3 separate regions of the Mus musculus genome follow, and regions 1 and 2 are each linked to region 3. Evidence: chromatin contacts called from public HiChIP or PLAC-seq data. All regions are on one chromosome and are shown on one strand. The core of a region is the stretch at or near the end of the contact, and the rest is flanking DNA. Distances in the headings are between cores, read along the strand shown. Region 1 has its middle 12 kb from the start of Ly9. Region 2 holds the start of F11r (F11 receptor). Region 3 holds the start of Igsf8 (immunoglobulin superfamily, member 8).

Evidence for each region. HiChIP or PLAC-seq counts read pairs in DNA pulled down with a chosen protein or histone mark.
Region 1: a contact with region 3 is called in an H3K4me3 HiChIP or PLAC-seq map of pro-B cells, with 6 times the contacts expected there. The contact joins the enhancer-like site here to the promoter of Igsf8 in region 3. A contact is called at or near these places in 2 of 115 datasets of contacts at active chromatin or transcription factors (T-cell acute lymphoblastic leukemia and pro-B cells).
Region 2: a contact with region 3 is called in a FOXA1 HiChIP or PLAC-seq map of pancreatic cancer cells. The contact joins the promoter of F11r here to the promoter of Igsf8 in region 3. A contact is called at or near these places in 1 of 39 promoter capture datasets (embryonic stem cells) and 1 of 115 datasets of contacts at active chromatin or transcription factors (pancreatic cancer cells).

What each region holds. Positions count from the first base shown.
Region 1 is chr1:171,617,579-171,621,285 of GRCm38.p6, reverse strand. No RefSeq gene overlaps it. Among named protein-coding and RNA genes, the nearest start is that of Ly9, 12 kb to the right of the region's middle. Within about 2 kb of position 2,060, at least 101 of the 459 cell types and tissues checked have an H3K27ac peak or open chromatin away from gene starts, as enhancers often do. A contact at or near this core is called in pro-B cells, where this site is marked.
Region 2 is chr1:171,435,278-171,439,253 of GRCm38.p6, reverse strand. F11r (F11 receptor) reads right to left here and starts at 1,693. Exons shown (of 10, transcript NM_172647.2): 1 at 1,553-1,693. The coding sequence starts at 1,613. Gm26641 (predicted gene, 26641) reads left to right here and starts at 1,932. Exons shown (of 2, transcript NR_151523.1): 1 at 1,932-2,012.
Region 3 is chr1:172,310,472-172,314,684 of GRCm38.p6, reverse strand. It overlaps Igsf8 (immunoglobulin superfamily, member 8), which reads right to left and starts at 2,318. Exons shown (of 7, transcript NM_080419.2): 1 at 2,092-2,318. The coding sequence starts at 2,149.

The DNA.
Region 1 (3,707 bases), core at 811-3,310, 690 kb after region 3:
TAAGCTCTTCATGCGTTTCTTAGGCATTTTGAGCTCAGTTTGCTAATGAAATGGCTTTTATGCCCCAATCAAAGTCAATGTCCCTCTGTCACTCACACCAGGGCTCCCCTTACAGAGTTCCTCATTTCTGAGACCCCAGGGTGCCAGCTTGTATTCTTCTGATCTTCTCTAAAGTCACCAGTCAGATCAACTTAACCTCCAGAACTCCCAGGATGAAAAGGAAAAGAATTCCTGCCTCATCAGGATGCAGAGTAGGAAGGAAGGTGGATGAACAATGACACAGATTAGGAATTGGGCGAGAAGGAAACGGAAAAAAATGAGAAGATGGAGAAAGAGGGAAAGATATTGAAGACAGAAAAGCCAGAGGTATGAGCGAGTGGCAGGTCCCCTTAGAAAGAAGTGGATGCTCACAGTCATCTATTGGTTGGATCACAGGGCCCCCAATGGAGGAGCTAGAGAAAGTATCCAAGGAGCTAAAGGGATCTGCAACCCTATAGGTGGAACAACAATATGAACTAACCAGTACCCCCTGGAGCTCGTGTCTCTAGCTGCATATGTATCAGAAGATGGCCTAGTCGGCCATCAGTGGAAAGAGAGGTCCATTGGACTTGCAAACTTTATCTGCCTCAGTAAAGGGGGACACCAAGGCCAAGAAGTGGGAGTGGGTGGGTTGGGGAGTGGGTGGGGGAGCATGTGGGGGAGCGTGTGGGGGACTTTTGGGAAATGTAAATGAAATAAATAACCTAATAAAAAAATTAATTAATTAAAAAAATAAAAAAAATTTAAAAAGAAAGAGGAATCTGGGAACTGCAGATGCTCAGGAACTGGAATATGCAGGCTCCACAGAGAGGAAAAGAGAATGTGAATGCATGAAGTCAGTTACCATGTCTCCTCACATCCCATATACCCAGCACAGGCGCCCCATCAACACTTGCTGTCAGGCTAACCTTTGTTAGCTTAGGTATTACATGTTATGTATTGGAGCTGCAGAGAAAAGGAGACAGGCTTTGCTCACAAGAAAGCCCAACACTTGAGCCCGCAATGCAGCGCAGTCACTGCCGTACGTGGACAACACAGCATCCTGCTAAAGCTCAAATGAAAGACGAAGTGACCAATACACTCATGAGGAGCAGGTTGTAATGACTGTAACTGAGTTCCTGAAGGCATGGGCTCTCAGCCACACCTCTTCTGCACAGTGTCTGCACTAAAACTTATAGAATGTTAGGATATACTTAGTGTACATGTTTGCTAAAATGGATCAAAGATGCTAAAATCGTTACACCTCAGGCAGATACCACAAGGGGTTTCTAGTTTTTAAATTTTATTTCCAGTGAAGAAACTCAACACCGTGCCAAACCTGGCAGTCTGTCACTCGGCTACATCCCAGTCTTGATAATGTGGTTTTAGTTTCTATTATTTTCTGCTTCCTTTTATTTTTAGCCTCATTTTGATTGACACATAACTGTATACATTTAAGGGCTAAAATGTAATGTTGTATGCATGTGCAATCAGTGGTACATGATTAATTCAAATTAACATATCCCTTACCATGCTTACTATAATTTTCATAGAGGGACATCTGTGGATTATTATTAGTTGTTTTGAAATATTTTTCTATGTGGTCTCACACATGCTAGCCAACCAAGCCATGACCCTATACCACATTGCTATTGGCTATAGTCACACTGCTGTCTAATAGATCCCCAAACCCATACCCTCTTCTATCTGAAGTTTTACACCATTAGGTCTGCATCTCCCGTTTCCCTGCAGCATCGGGGGGTATTAAGCATGAAATTAGTGCATGCATATCTTCATTTAAAAGTACACCTCTGACAATTCAAGCTGGATAGAGACAAGTGAGTGTGGTTGACAGGCCATAATGGTGTCTTGAAACAGCAATAAAGAGAATGTAAGCAAGAGCAGGTAGAGGTGAGGACTGTACTGGTTTCCCCGTGTTTCTAACCATGCCAAATTGAAAGGAGAAGTCAAAGGAGTCCGCCCTTGGCAGTGCAGAAACGAAACCAACAAAGTGTTGCAAGCCTAGCTATGCAAGCCCGCCATCACTGTCTACTGAGTCCTATTTATACTCTCCCCAAACACCACGTGTCCTCCCACGGCTCTCGCCTCAGCAAGACACCATGTGAATCTGCATCACATGCCACTACCAGAAACTTCCACTTCAAGTCCCTGTCAGAAGCGGGGCAGGAGAATTCTGCAAGATGGAGTGAGGATGGGGAAGGGTCTCCTCTCACAGAGTCCCAGGAACCAGCAGGAGCCTAGTTGAGTCTGGGCAAGGGGAGGTTTGGCAGATCTGAGGCTAACAGAGAAGGATAGGCCCAGGCCCAGGGATGGTAGCTCCAGAGACTACATCTCTTGCTACCTTAAATACTCCTTGCTACAAACCAGTGTCCCCACTTTTCTTCAGCTGCTTTTGGATCCAAGAGGAAGGCAGGTCAAGGATAGATGGTGTAATATCCAAAATAAATTCAAGACTACCCTGTACCTTCCCCCTTCAAAAGGACTTTCCAAACTATACTAGCAGGCCAAGTACAGAGCCAGATAAAAAGCTGGCTAACTAAACAAATATAGAAACATAGTTTTAAAGGTTGAAATGACTTAGCTTCCAAAACAAGATTGACAATTCCCCTGCCCCACCTCACTCTAAAAAAAAAAAAAACCCACAAGGACAGACAAAATAAGAGTCACCCTATACAAACCAACCAATGTCTAAAAAGGTTATTGGCTACACCAATTAAAATAAGCCAGGCTACCCTGGTGCCTATATCTGGCCCTTACAAAGGTATACAAAGTGTGTTCTTTCTTTGTTCTGGGTCTCTCTTTCGGCTTGCGGCTGAGAGGGGGTTCCCCAACATGTTGGATAAGTAAAATCCTCATGCATTTTGCAACGATGGCGGTCTCTGTGCTCTTTGTGGGTGAGGGTCTTTTAACAAGCTACAACAATGGACCAAGAATGCCCAGAAATAAGAGAAACACAGGAAGAAGACATCACCTGAGCAGGAGAGGCTGGTGAGACCAGAGCTGGAGCTCTGGCTGACAGGATTCTTGGCAGTGCAGTGGTCACTGTCACCACATCTCCATAAAACATTGAGAGTAGTCCCCCCACGGGAGACAACTGCCCCCTGGCCATGGAGGTCCTAGTGGTACTAACATCCTCTCCAGCCTGCTCCAGAGAGCAGACTGGGGCAAGCATGAAGGTCCCATTCCTCACAATCTCTGAGCTGGCAGTGATACTGGGCTCTTCTTCAGCATCTCTGTATCGAGAAGTTTCAAGCTGTAAGGAAGCCTGGGATTGGCCAAGCAGAGCAGAGGTAAAGCAAAGGACCAAATGCTGGTCTCTCCACTCTCCTCACCATAGACTCGCTGATGTTCATCAGGGGACTACAGAGAGTTTCCCAGGCTCTGTAGGGCCTAGCATCCTTCAGCCCTAAGGGGTTGGGGTTGTTCTGAAGAGAATGGCCATGGTTTAATCAGTCCCTGTAGTGCTTGGGAATATCCCAGTCCTAGCTGCAGAACAACAACCAGCCCTTCGGAGCTCCAAGTAACATTTCCCACCTCCTACACTTCCTGGAGCTCCAGTAAGACAGGCCAACTCCCCCAGGGTGTCAATCACTGTCTCACCTTCTGTGGTTTGCAGTAGGGTTCTTGACCCTGAAGCCAGAGGAAGAAAAACAGAGCTTTTGTGTCCA
Region 2 (3,976 bases), core at 444-2,943, 870 kb after region 3:
CTAAGATATGAACAGAAATGAAACAAGTGATGGCCGGGCAAAGAAAGGAGGAGGGGACGGAGAAACAGTAGTAGAATTCAAAGGTGAAGTGAGAGACTCTAGTGGAAGGGATTTCATTAATAACAAGAGAGCTGATTCTGAAAGAGTAGTTTAGATCCTTCTTATGCCTCATGCCTGAGACGCTGGATCTCCAGGAATGGGAGTCAGAGGGCTCTGGTTCCATCCCCAGCTTCTTACCCTCTTGTAAAACTGGGAAGGTCATTTCCTCTCCACAGATTAATTTCCTTATCTGTACAATGTAGAGAAGTAGACTCACCTATTGTCTAGGCCACTCCAAAGCTTTACAGTTGTAATGAGAAACAAGGGACCCATCTCTCCATCTTGGGGACTTAGTCTTATGATTGTTCTCCAAAAAGGTTACCAAAACGAACTGCCTTTAGAAGACAGCGATACTGACTGTAATGGTTTATTTCCTTTATCCTCTCTAAAATACTAACCGTGAAGGGAAACAGATTCATACGGAACACATTCCAACAACAGGAGTGTGTGACACTCAGGAACCAGACATAGCACACCCAAGTCCCTGGGTTTGGTCCTCGGCTCCGAAGGGTGGTGGCGGCAGGGAAAGGAGACAGATAAATATACAGGTGCTGACACACACTGACCAAGGGAACAAACCAACCTACCTCACACTCAACCTCATACAAACACACCTCGAGATAGTCATGCCCCAGCATGCGAGCCTGGCTGTTTCTCAGGAAAAGGAGTCGACAAAGAAACAAAAAAACTCTCATTCCGGGCAAGGGGGAGGGCAGAGTTCTGGCTCTAAGGAGATCCAGCCAACCAATAGACCTACTCTTGCCCCAGGGAATCCTTACTCCGTCAACAACCTTAATTAACGACTCTTTGCTACCTAGTCAAGAAAGGAATTCTGAATCTGAGAAATTTTAGAGAATTCATTTCTTCTTCAGACGCCGAACCTCGGCATTAATCCCAGAAGGTCTACTACTTAACAAGAGGAAGAAACCCTTCTACAAAAGCCAGGAAAAGAAATCTTCCCTACCCAGCCCACCCCCCTCCTCATTACATTTCCTTCTAGGGCACTTGAGCCAAGGGAGTCCGGGTGAGAGGCTCAAGGTTTCTCTGAGATCTCCGAGAATGTCGGAAGGGCAGGATAGACCTTCCCAGACGTATACTATGGAGAAGAACGGCTAGCGAAATAGTTGGGTTTGGGGAGGGTCCTCGGGTCGTTAGGGGAGACCCAGAACCATGGACCCTCCCGGGTTATTTTTGGTGCTTCCGCAGAGAGGGTACTCCCGGCACCGAGTGGGAGGTAGGGTCACAGATCACCGGCTTGGGCGAAGGGAGCCAGCCAGTCTCCCGGTGGGGGAGGGGAACGGAGAGTGACCAGACCCGGGCGGAAAAGTGGACTCCCAGGGCGAGGCAGGCAGGCAGGTTTCTGGACTCCTCCCTTCCCGTCGGCGCGTGGGGATCGTCCTCTTCCAGCCTCTCCCCGGACCCACCTAATCCTCCAAAAACTCTAGGAACTCACCCAGGATCATAGACGTGAAGAGAAACAACAGTTTCCTCCCGGCTTTCCCCTCGGTGCCCATTACAGTTACAATCCCGACGCGACGGGCACAGCAACTCCAATGGGAACAGCCTCGCGATCCACTGCCCTGGGCTGGACTCTAGCAGCCAGGTTAAGCCCGGCCCGCCTTTCTCTCCACGCCCGGTGGGCGGCGCCCGGCTTCCCCGCGTTCCGATTGGTGAAAAGAGAGGGAGCTCCGATGAGTGACTCACCGTACGCAGGTGCAACCCCGAACTTTCCTCCTTCTTGAGTCCGATTGGTGGCTTTCACCTCTAGAGACCTCTGGTTGGCCCAGGAGACTGTCGCTTAAAGAAACCAAGGCCTCCTCTTCGGCAGGTAAGGGCATCCCAATTGGGCAGCAAGGCATGCAGATAGAGCCTTTCGGACTGCCAGGCCCTCGATAGTCATCTCTAAAGAGAAGGTGAGTAAGGTCACTGCCTGTGAGATGCAGGAATGTGCTTGGTTGATTTCTCTTCCATTACTTTTCAATTGCTTGATGGTGCAGAATCTTTGGTCCCCTCCCCCTTGGTAAGTGAAAAACACAAATTAATATAGGAAGGTGTAGGGAGAGGGTTGAGACAAGAGAGACATCTTGACTATCCCAAACTGGGTTGCTCTCAAAAAGAAACCTACATAGACGGATACAGGAAGCATCCAGATAATAAAAGCTGACCCATACTTCTTGGGAGGACTGGGAATATGTCTTTTATACATACACATAGGATCTATGTCAGCAGCTCCTTTGCTGGGCCTTACATTTGGATTAGCTTTTGTTTTCTAGACCAGGGCTAGCTATGTCGCTGAGGCTGGCCTCAAACTGTGGATCTTCCTATAAAAATGGCTATGCCAAGAGGTATGTAAGTACAGAAAGATTGGGGGCTCAGCCTTAGGTATCTAATAAGCCGTAGACCAGCCTGGGATTCATGAGACCCTTTCTCAGAGGAAGGGAAGGGGGTGGGAGGGGAGGAGGAGAAGGATAGAAAGGGGGAAAAAACCCAACCTAGTGTTTATGCTTGTAATCCCAGGACTGTAAAAGACAGGGACAGCAGGATTAGGAGTTTAAGGCTATCCTTGACAAGGTAGCAAATCAGAGAATAGCCTAAGCTACAAGAGACCCCATTTCAAAAATAAAACAGGCTGGAGAGATGACTTAGCAGTTAAGAGTGCATGCTACACTGGGCTTGGTAGCCCATGCTTTTAATCCCGGCACTGGGGAGGCAGAAGCAGGTAGATCTTTGTGAGTTCAAGACCAGCCTGATCTACATTGTGAGTTCCAGGACAGCCAGAGATGCAGTGTGAGACCCTGTCTCAAAAAACCACCACCAACAGCAACAACAATCAGCAAGTTTACCAAGCATCTCCTGGATGAGACTGGAAAGTATAAATAAATTAAAACAACATTTCTGACTTCAAGGTTGGCAGTTAAAATAAACAGGACAGTGTGTAACCAAGAAAGAAACTTTGTACTACTAAACTGAAACAAATATTTGGGTATCTGCCAAGGGCAAACTTGTTATTCACCCTCAAAGAAAGTTGAAGTCCTAAACTGAGACTTATACACAGTTTTGGCATTTGTTTGGCCTGATCTTGCTTTAGCCCAGGCTGCTCTGCAACTCACATATGGCCCCAAATATCCTTGAACTTAGGACGTCTCAGCCTCCCTGAATACCAAGATTACAGTATGACCCACTCACTATACCTGTTGGGTTCTGGATGGAAGCTGAGAAGGCTCACTTCAGAGACAGAAACGTCAAAACAGAAGCCTTATTTTCTGAGCGGTCAGGAGGTGGCCAAGTTGGGGGTCTGAACCACATCCCCAAGGAAGCTGTGTTGCATTTTTAAAGGGTAAAACTGCAAAAGGAGGGAGGGGCTGGGTGAGCTGCAGGGTCATCGAGCATATTTTTGCATTAATGGTTAAGCATGCACGACAGTGTTTGTTGAAGACTGGGCTTCCTCCAGGACACCTGGCTTGAAGGCCTTTAATTCATCCTTTAGGACACTGGGTCCAGAATCCATGGCTCTCAGTTCATCCTCCTGGACATTTGGTCGGGAGCTCAAAGTGATAAAAGGAACAAAGGCGCTGGTCAGCTGCATGCAGTTAATGAGGGCTTGGCAGGCTTTGGCTATAAATTTTTACAACTTAGGCACCTCAGTCAAGATAACAGCAAGTTTTACATTCTTTTCCCAGTTTACCAGACAATTAAGCGGACATTTGGAGGGTCAGGGTAGGAGTGTCCTCCACCCCGGGAATGTGAACCTGGCTTGACCCTGTTAACAAAATGTGAGAGCAAAAATGGGAGAGTTGCCTCAGAGACAGGCTGGGTTCTAGCGGCTCTCCTCTTACATACCTAATAAATATGTACAAATGTTTTTTAGTTCCCAACC
Region 3 (4,213 bases), core at 1,069-3,568:
ACTGCCACTAGGTTCTAACCACAGATGTGAGTCTAGAGCTCTCTCCCAGCCAACACGGAAGGCCTGGCCGTGAGAACCATCTCTCTTCTAGATGAGAAAAGTAAAGTGAAATGTGACATTGTGGCCAAGTCCCTGCCCTCTCTGGAGGGCCTCTACACACCCCTGAAGAGGGACAAAACCAAGAAGGCGGAGATGCTTCCAAGGAGAGCCCTGGTTTACAAAACTGTAATTTCCCGGATTTCCAGGGGTAAGTCCACAGCTTGCTACTGGCCCTGGAGGAAACCACCCAAGAGCCTGAGAGCCTGCTCTACAGTTCTCGCTCCTTTCCTTCTTCTGGCTACGTCACGCAGAGAACACATGACCACCGCCTGAAGCAGAGGCTAGAGTCAGAAAGCCAACATGGGACCAACCCTTTCCTCTCCTGGGTCTCAGTTTCTATCTCTCAGCACTAAGAGCTCCCAGTTCTGATGTTGAACCCGTGAGTATATGTGTGTGACTCAGGCACATATCGCTCCAGGCACATTTCATAATCAGGAGGATGGTTAAGGCAGCCAAGCTGACACCATCCTGGCTGCCCATGGGTAAACTCTGCTGAGAAGGTCCCCTCCCACCTTCCTGGCTCCACACAAGCTGATGCTTGGAGATCCCCATGGGAAAGTTGTCCCCACAGCCTCAGAACATAGGCTGCTACAAGGTTCTCAATGGCTGGGCTGCCTCCTTTCTAACAGCCAAAGGTCTGCTTTGGAGTCAGTTCTGAGTTCAAATCCACCCCCCACCCTCACTGGATACACAGTGGTATTTCACATCATCTGTGAAGTGAATGCCAGTGCTGGCTGCAGTGGGCTAAGATGACATTCAGCTCCTCTCCCGCCCCTGAATAACACTCACTCCTCCCAACCACCCCTGGGCTCATCCCTGCTCGGGTTAAGCCCAAAGGAAAAGAAGCAATCGCTAGGCAACCAAGCCCCACAGCTCCTTCAACTCCCTACATCACTCTGCCTCCCGCCTTGTTCCCAAAGGAGTTTTCATCCTGGCCCCAAGAAGCCCAAGGAACCATTCTGTACAACACTGCGCAGTTCTGGTATAAACCAGAGAAGGAGGTTGGGGTGCCCCACTATAGTATCTTCTCCATATGCATAACACACACACACACACACACACACACACACACACACACACACGTTCCTTTCAAGGGCTTCAGTCTCCTGGCAACTGCTCCATGCCATATCTTTCCCAGAACACCTCCTACAGGGAGCCCTCCAAGTCAGACCCCAAACATGGTAATGTTAGCAACCTCCACAGGCCTCAACACACACACACTCACACTCACACACACACACCAGACATGACGCAAGGTTGGCCCAGAAAACACACCATCATAAACACCCACCAGGACAGACACTGGGTGCTTAGAGATCCCAGGTTCAGTTTCCATGGAGCCTGGTTTCTCCTGAGGCAGGGATGTTGGGACCAACTGAGTCTGACAACCAGGCAAATATCTGGGAGCGTGGAAGAAGGGCAAAGAGGGAACTGGCCCAGGGTGGAGACACGTGAGGGAAGAAGCCTCAGATGGTGACATGTTATATTGGGAGGTGGGGGTGTTGGGGAGACTTTTTTCAGAGATCGTGGTCAGAATCAGCCCCTGGGCCTCCAGCCAACTCTAGGCAATTATGAAGACCGCCAGGCACTGCCCACGCAGAGCAAACACCCAAAACCAGGCCTTGAGCCGAGAGTGGGGCAGAAGGTTGTCACGGTATTTGGTAGCAACGACCCCAGACGCTGGGTGTAACCGATGAGAAGTGGTGCCTGCCTCCGGAGGCCCGATGGTGTCTCAGGGGATACCTCAGTAGGTCGCCCATATGCCCCAGCTAGGAACCTAGAGCGAGGACACCACCACCCTCCCCATAACTGATTGGGCAGACAGGCGCAAAAGGAAGCGAGACGCCGAGCCCAGAGACAGTGGAGGCACGTCTGTTGGAGAAGTAGGGATGCAACCAGCTCTGAAATGCTAGGAAGGTGGGCTGGTGGGCTGCACGGTGTTAGGCACCTACCCGGCCGGGACAGGGACGCGGCGACCACCACCTGGCTTACCAAGTATTAGCAGCAGCAGCAGGAGCGAACTCAGCGGCGTGGGGCTAGGGACGCCCATTCTGCGTAGGCGGCTCTGAGGAGACTCCTGGGGGCGGCGTGGGCTCTGGGGGGCCAGGGCCGCGGGGGGCGCATGCCCAGGTGGGGGGCAGAAAGCGGAGCAGTGAAGCGTGGGTGCGCAGAGCCCAGCCGAGCGGGAGCCGCCAACTCCCCGCCCTCCACCCTTCTTCCCCTCCTCCCGCCGCTCTTCCCGCCCTCCGCAGCTCGGGAGACCAGTCCCAGCCGCGCCCCGCTGCCCGGCCCCGCCCCCGCCTCGCCCCGCCCCAGGCCGTCGCCTGGGCCAGACTTCGACCCTGATGGTGGCTCCGCCTCTGGCCTCAGGCTGGGCGAACTGGCGGCACCTGGGCTCCTCTACCCCCATTTCCTCGCTCAGAGGGCACCCCGCCCTGCACCTGCCAGCCTTCCAGGGAGAATGGGGTGCTTGCAGGGCCTCTGGGGATGCATGATGGGGTGACTGTGGTTACGCACTCAGAATCCAATTGGGTGATGTGGGCCACTGAGTCTTGGCAGCAAACCCTGCTGATTTATGTAGGCATGGCCTGACCCACGGTTTCCTGGACGTGAAGCGGACCCAAAGGGGCTTCAGAGTCCTGGAAGATCGCTGGAAATCTGTTCTAATACCCGGTCAGAATGCAAAGCGAAAGGGAAGTGGGTTAGCGGTCCAGACTTCCTAGCTGGAAGATCCTTGTTCAGCTCAATGCTTTCAAGCTCACTTCCCCCCCCCCCCCCGCCACGTACGGAACAGAGATTGTAAACACTCGAGGAGTTACGGCGATTATTAGCTGAGATCATGCACATACGTTTCATGCACACGGTAACTATGGGGGTGTTTTGTTTTTGCGTTAAACTGCTTTCTACCAATTGGAGTCTCCAACGAGAGGACGTAACACACCTCTTTGCTGGGGAAGGTGGAGCTAGCCTGGAGGTAGGAAAAAGGAAGAGAAACCTCTTCCCAAAGCCATGTCTCCAACTGTGAAAAAGGCGGAGAGTAGGGTGGGGCCAGGATGGGAAGAAGGGGCGGCTCAGCCTGCAAAACCAGGGCGCGGAAGTGCCCATTAGGGGGAAGTGGCCTAGAACACGTCTAGATCTTCACCTCCATTCCCTACTTGTCCCCTTCACCCCTGCTCCCTCGCTTACTGCTTCCTATTGAGAAAACTGAGGCACAGACAGGAAAAGAGATCCGGGCCAGCGGTGACTTCCTCTTCTCAGAAGTCGTATTCGTGGGGCTGCCAGTGGAAGCCACATTCAGCAACCACAGAGAAACACTGATAGGGAATCTATAGGGAAGTCAGAACTCCAACCCTGGTCGCCCAAGACTGCCTAGCAAGAGGCTAAGGGACCTGCTCCTTGTCACCTGGATATATCCCAAGCCTGGTTTCTTCACACTGTTTCTCTAGAAGCCATGTTGAGCCATGTGAAAACTGCAAGCTACCGGGAGACTTTGGGAGAAAGCATTCTCCCTTTAGCTGGAGGTTGAGTGGATTGAATGACTTTCTGGTACCGGTTTGAAAGTCGGTCATCATCATCATCATCACCATCACCATCACAACATCATGATTATCATCATCATAGCCATTTATGGGATGGTTTCACAATAACACCGCCACCACCTGAAGATATCCTTTCTAAACTTTACAGGTTATTTTACAAGCAAAGTCATTTAACACAAGAGAGACCTGGCCTTTTAAAATAGTTATGTGTCTTGCCCAAGGCCACACAGATTTTAAGGTAACTAAAGTGTTACTTTAAAGCTCAGGTCTGGTGTGCACACCCTAGCACGCAGGAGGCAGAGGCAGATGGATCTCTGTGACTTCCAGGCCAGCCAAAACCACATATATCCTGTCTCAAAACAAACAAAAGAGCAAAACAAAACAAATCCACAAAACCTCAAGTCTGACGGTTCCCATCTTTTCTTGTACTCCACTGTTCACTCTGTTAAGGGCGAAAACTCATTCATGTTGCAGGGTACTGAGCGGGCCAGACCTTGTACTGGATTTTAGTAGTGCCCTAGTCAGCAAGGCTTTCAAGGTCCCCAACTCTCAGGGATATCCTGCGTGTTTTGAAT